Linked DNA regions of Zea mays: region 1 is linked to region 2. The links are chromatin contacts, called in public Hi-C maps. All regions are on one chromosome and are shown on one strand. Each heading gives the region's core, a stretch centred on a gene start, on an enhancer-like site or on the middle of the called end of the contact. The rest is flanking DNA. Distances are from core to core; before and after follow the strand shown.

What was found. Hi-C and Micro-C count contacts between places; a contact is called where the count stands out from the background.
Region 1: a contact with region 2 is called in a Hi-C map of leaf, with 4 times the contacts expected there. The contact joins the enhancer-like site here to the promoter of LOC100280399 in region 2. A contact is called at or near these places in 3 of 25 Hi-C or Micro-C datasets (ear, leaf and tassel).

What each region holds. Positions count from the first base shown.
Region 1 is chr3:120,449,386-120,452,257 of Zm-B73-REFERENCE-NAM-5.0, forward strand. No RefSeq gene overlaps it. Among protein-coding and RNA genes, the nearest start is that of LOC111347723, 39 kb to the right of the region's middle. Within about 2 kb of position 1,271, at least 14 of the 20 cell types and tissues checked have an H3K27ac peak or open chromatin away from gene starts, as enhancers often do. A contact at or near this core is called in ear, leaf and tassel, where this site is marked.
Region 2 is chr3:120,295,905-120,298,628 of Zm-B73-REFERENCE-NAM-5.0, forward strand. LOC100280399 reads left to right here and starts at 1,288. Exons shown (of 1, transcript NM_001153322.2): 1 at 1,288-2,085. The coding sequence starts at 1,371. The coding sequence ends at 1,880.

The sequences.
Region 1 (2,872 bases), core at 21-2,520, 150 kb after region 2:
ATACAGAGAAGCAGTATAGTCGTTGCGAGCAAGGAACACTAGTACAAAAAGGCTCAAAACCTGCGGGGACGATATATTTTTACAGGCGGTTTCGGTTATCCACCGACTGTGTTATTTCTAGTGGCGGTTTCTTAAGAAAACCGCCACTAGAAATCGTATTTCTACTGGCGGTTCCTTAAGAAAACCGCCAGTAGAAATCCATGATTTGTAGTGGCGGTTTTCTTAAGGAACCGCCACTAGAAATCATTTTTATCCTTAATTTTTCGAGTTTTTCAAACGGCCTCGTATGACAAAACCACCAAAATAAAAGTTATAGATCTCTAAAAGTTATGAAACTTTGTAGTTGACAACTTTTTTGTTTGAACTCATTTCGGTTCTCAAAAATTGAATCTAAGTATGTCAAATTTAAAATTCAAATTTTGCAAACTACCTCGGATGAAAAAAGTGTCAAAATAAAAGTTGTAGAACTTCAAAAGTTATTTATCTTTGTAGTTGACAACTTTTTTATTTGAATTCGTTTAGGGTCTCAAATAAGCAATTTACACTCAAATGGTTGTAATATGTGGAGAAAACAACTACAAACTAGACACAAGACATGTCATAGACGGAGTGGTAGGGGAGAGTACACGCGAGGGTGAGGTCGACGGTTCGAATACTAACAACCGCGTAGCGCGCGAAAAATGCCGCAACTTGCGGGTGGGGTGGGCCTAATAAAAATAAATTTTTTAACTATTTTTAAAATATGTTTTATGTTTCCTGGAAACGATTTTCACTGGCGGTTTTATTACGCCGACCGCCAGTGAAAATCGATTTTCACTGGCGGTCCTCAGTTACCCGCCTGTAAAAATGATGATTTCTACTGGCCACTAGCACTGGCGGTTACGAAAAACGCCACTATAAATAGATTTACAACCGCCACTATAGAACTTCTCTGTACTAGTGGAATGCGAGAGACGACGACGACGGGCACGCACGGTGTCATGACTCAGGACGACGACCGATGCTGTTGTTGTTGGACGCAGGGGTTATTGCACCGGCGATCCACCACCGGCGGCAGCAGGTTCCAGATCCCACAAATGGCGCGGCGACCGAAGCACGCATGCATGCACTGTGGACGCTAGCCTCTGCTCCATGCATGCTTGCTCTTGCTGTGGGCTGGTATTTTTACTTGTACTCTACTGCACGTCGCCGTCGTCTGAAATCCTGGACGCGCGCGCGCGGCATGCAGAGCAATGCAACAGCGATGCCCGGGCCCGGCCGAAGCGTAGGCTGTCGCGCGCTCGCCTGCTGCTCTCTAGTCTCTACTCCTCGCTCGGAAGATGTGTGCGTTTGCATGGTGGACACGCAGCTTCAAATTTTGCTAGCTTCTCGTCCATAGGATAGGAGTAGCATCATTGTACGTACGTACACGCGCGTGCTCGTATAGAATTGAAGATACTACTAATATACATATGTATTTTTATATGGATATTTATATGGATGCATGCAATGCAAAAGTTTTCAGCTGCTAGCTGGCCAGCTAGGCGTTTTTTTCAAAAAAAAAAAAATTCCTTGTGGACTAGGCTCTCATGCTGTGGCCTAGCCTGCTCCATTTCCAGGAAGGGAGTCCTTGCCAGTTATGAACAGCTTGCTCTGCATACGCCTTGAACTTGATGTGACATTGTGACCTCACACCTCTCTAGGTAAGCTAGCTATTCTGCTGCAGGTCAAATATCGCAACTTGCTGGGCGGACGCAGCTCACAAATACGCCTTAAACGATGAGTCTATAGATTCGTACAATAAAATAGCGAAACTGGAGCAAATTAATTGGATGGTAGGGGCGCGTGGTGTTCATGCATTGTAACCTAGCTTAGGAATAGACTTTATTTTAAAACGGAAACAGCACGCGCTTTGACCACTCGTGTTATTAAAAAAATAATAAGTTATCATTTATTTTTTATTTGTTTTATTTAGTTTGTGTTTAACTTAAAATTTTATATTTTTGAATAAATAATTTAAATAAGATGAGTGGTTAAAGTTTTCGAAAAAATCAACGGTGTCATATATTTGTGAACGGAGGTAGTATATAAATAAAAAAAATATAGGCTGCACAGGCATTAGACTAGTCTGTAAGTAAAATAGAACTCAGCCCATTTAACTATATGATTTTGGTGTTTGTTGGTCAATATAACCTTGTATACTAATGTGTTTGGTAGTATTTATATTTATAGTTCACATGATACAAAGTGAACTTGAACTAAGGTAATGAGGAAGCAACATCTCAAAAGAAGACATTAGAAGAATCATGGAAGACTTACAAGTATCAAGAAAAAGTCCAAGACACAAAAGAAGAAAAAACCTTTTTCAAGAACATAAAATGAGGTTCAAAATAGTAAAAGAAGTTATTTCTTTTAGGGGAGGCCCTGCCTACCTGTCTGTGTTCAAGTCGCAAGTCACAGCATTTTTCATGTAAATTCGTGGCTACGTGGCCCGTGAAAATCGAACCCACAACCTCACCTCGTGCATAGCCCCCTCTAGCACTCCGACTATCACTTACATCGTGTCTATATTACTATCGGAGAAATGATGCTTGGTTCCTAGGACCCGCCAGTCAGATAGTGCACTAAGAAAAGGAGCCTGTAATCACTGGGGCCCATTAGTTAGTTAGTTAGGAGAGGCAGATACATCAACCCTAAAAGGATTAACTCCCGGTCCAACCCCACGACACCGAGCCCAGGGTCGGGCGTGGCGGAACCTGACAAAGGAGGTCGGGCATGTTCGAAGGGAACCACTCGAGTGGATCCCACGCCCGGCCCTAGATTGACTCGCCATAAATAGCCGACTGCATTTAACTACGCCTGGCATCGAGCTACAGCGTGGCGTCGGTCCGCC
Region 2 (2,724 bases), core at 38-2,537:
CCGCGCTCCAAGAAACGCACCTCCTGCTCCAAGTCCCGCGGCCGCTCCCAGGATCGTCGCCGCTCCCCGAACCCTAACCCTAGCTCCCGTCGCGAGCGCGCCGCGGACCACGGCTCCGCCGCGCCCTCGCGCAAGAGCGACCGCAAGCCGAACCGCTCCTTCCCGGATTCTGCCACGCTCGCCACGGCCATGGCCTCGGTCGCCGCCGCCTCGGCGCCGTCCAGAAGCTCTGGAGCGAGGTCAATGAGGTCGCGCTGCTCACGGGCGCTGACGCCTTCAAGGATCGCACTGGCATCGCGCCGCGCCTTCAAGGACCTCTGGGCATGGGCGGCGGCGGTTGGACGAGGGTCGAGCGGGGGAGGAGGGGGTTGCGATGGACGATTGGGCGATGGACGAGTGGTTGGCGGATTCAGCCTTGGGAGGGGGATGGTCGAGCGGGCGGTGGACCTCGAATCGAGCGGCGGGATTTGTGATGAACGATGGTGGAGGATGGACTGACGGTGTAGATTAGCGAACGACAGACTACTGTTACTGTCTTAATAAGTAGTATAGATTATAATTTAGTTATTTTTTTACCAAATTTGAGCTGCAGGTCGTATTCATTTTTTGTGAAAAAGGAAAAATCAAAGTCATAATTAAAATATATTATATGCTAAATAATATTATAGTAAAAATTAATAATAATTATAGGTTTTAATAAGATGACCCAGTCAAAATTCGTGTTAAGAAGTCAAACAAATTATAAATCGTTAAGAAGTCAAATAAATTATAAATCGAAACATAGCGAGTAAAAATTATGATGTAACGATAGATAAAGTCCGGAAAGTTTGGAACCCGTCATCCAAGTGAATTTGATTAAACGACACGAACTCGAGCTGACACATGAGGGCAAAAAGATAAGCGGGGTGGTCTTTCCGTTCTCCAGAAGCTAGTAGTACTTACTGGTGTATTTTCCCATTATATACCCACAGCATTTGGCACGAAAACACGGCCCGACCCGACCGTGTTGATCCATCTTCTCCAAACCCTTTTTTCTCCTCTTTTTGTGTTTGCTGTTGATTGAGTTTCTTTGGTCGCCATTTGTGATTTGATTCATGGTCTCTCCCTTTTCTCTTTTCGTGCACTTTCTTCCGTTGAACGCCATTTCGCTAGGCAGCAGATCTGCAGTTTGACTGAGTAAAAAGAGACGCTCTGTCCTGTATGGAAAAGTCAATGAGCATGCCAGCTCCTCCTGTCCCCTCCCACCTATAAAATCGCCCGCCCACCGCATCCCCTCCGCTGCACCAAAAACCCAAGCCTCCTCTGCCACACACACACCTCGCCAGCACCACAGCCATCGCCACAGTCACAGTCAGCGAGAGAGAGAGAGCATGGACCTGCTGAACCCCGAGCAGATCTCCGAGTTCCGGGAGGCGTTCGCGTTCTTCGACAAGGACGGCGACGGGTGCATCACGGTGGAGGAGCTGGCGACGGTGATGGGGTCGCTGCAGGGGCAGCGGCCCAGCGCGGAGGAGCTGCGCGAGATGATCCGCGACGCCGACGCCGACGGCAACGGCGCCATCGACTTCGCCGAGTTCCTGGGCCTCATGGCACGCAAGACCGCGGGGGGCGGCGCCGGCGGCGGCGCCGACCCCGACGAGGAGCTGCGCGAGGCGTTCAAGGTGTTCGACAAGGACCAGAACGGGTACATCTCCGCCACCGAGCTCCGCCACGTCATGATCAACCTCGGCGAGAAGCTCACGGACGAGGAGGTGGAGCAGATGATCCGCGAGGCCGACCTCGACGGCGACGGCCAGGTCAACTACGACGAGTTCGTCAGGATGATGATGCTCTCCGACGGCGCCGGCGCCGGCGCCGCAGCCACGGGCCACCACCAATGAACCCATCTCCACCTTTCATCAGCCTAGCGCTTCCCATCACGTCCCTTGCCGATGGAGTGGCGGATCACTCCATCCGTCTCTGCTTCCCTTTTCTTTTTCACCCCCTCAAAAAAAAAAAAAGATCAGCGTCCGTCTCTCTAATGTAACGTACGTAATGTAATGTAACTGATCAAATATTCAACAAGAAATTTAATTACCGAATGGACGGATGAATTCGTGCCATCGTACGTACCTACGTGAACCATCTACATTCAAAAATCAAAACTGCAGCGCTGAAATTTATTTGGGATTTTGGTTTGACCCACCCACCGACACACAGGTGGTGCCAGTTGGAGGAGGGCTTTATTTTATTTTGTGTCTACTCCCCCGGCGGCTCTCCTCAAGCATGACCTTCTCTCTCTCTCTTTACCATACTGATCCTAATCTTTAACCAAAATTAAGCAGTCCTGATTTTGTTCTGTGAAACGAAGGAAAGTGTTATTTACGAAAGATAATCTTTAACGCCCCATTTGGATTGAATTCCATTCTAATAATAATAATTTAATTTAGGCAAAGATCAATTAAGCTAATATGATTTTATATGAGAAATATTTGTATACTGTTATTAGTAATATGTTGGAGATATTTATGTGCTACATTTTTATTATAGAGGAGTGAGCTAAAGAACAATTTATAAGTTGCAACATAAAAACATATTATGTTAATACATAAAATCATTTTTCCCATACTTCACCACCCATGAAGTTGAAATAGGCTTATTTCTGAGTTTTAGAGAGTGATGAAATGTTAAATTCCAAGCGAAGCTACTTTATTGAGTAAATTCTAATTCGACTCAAATAATAGA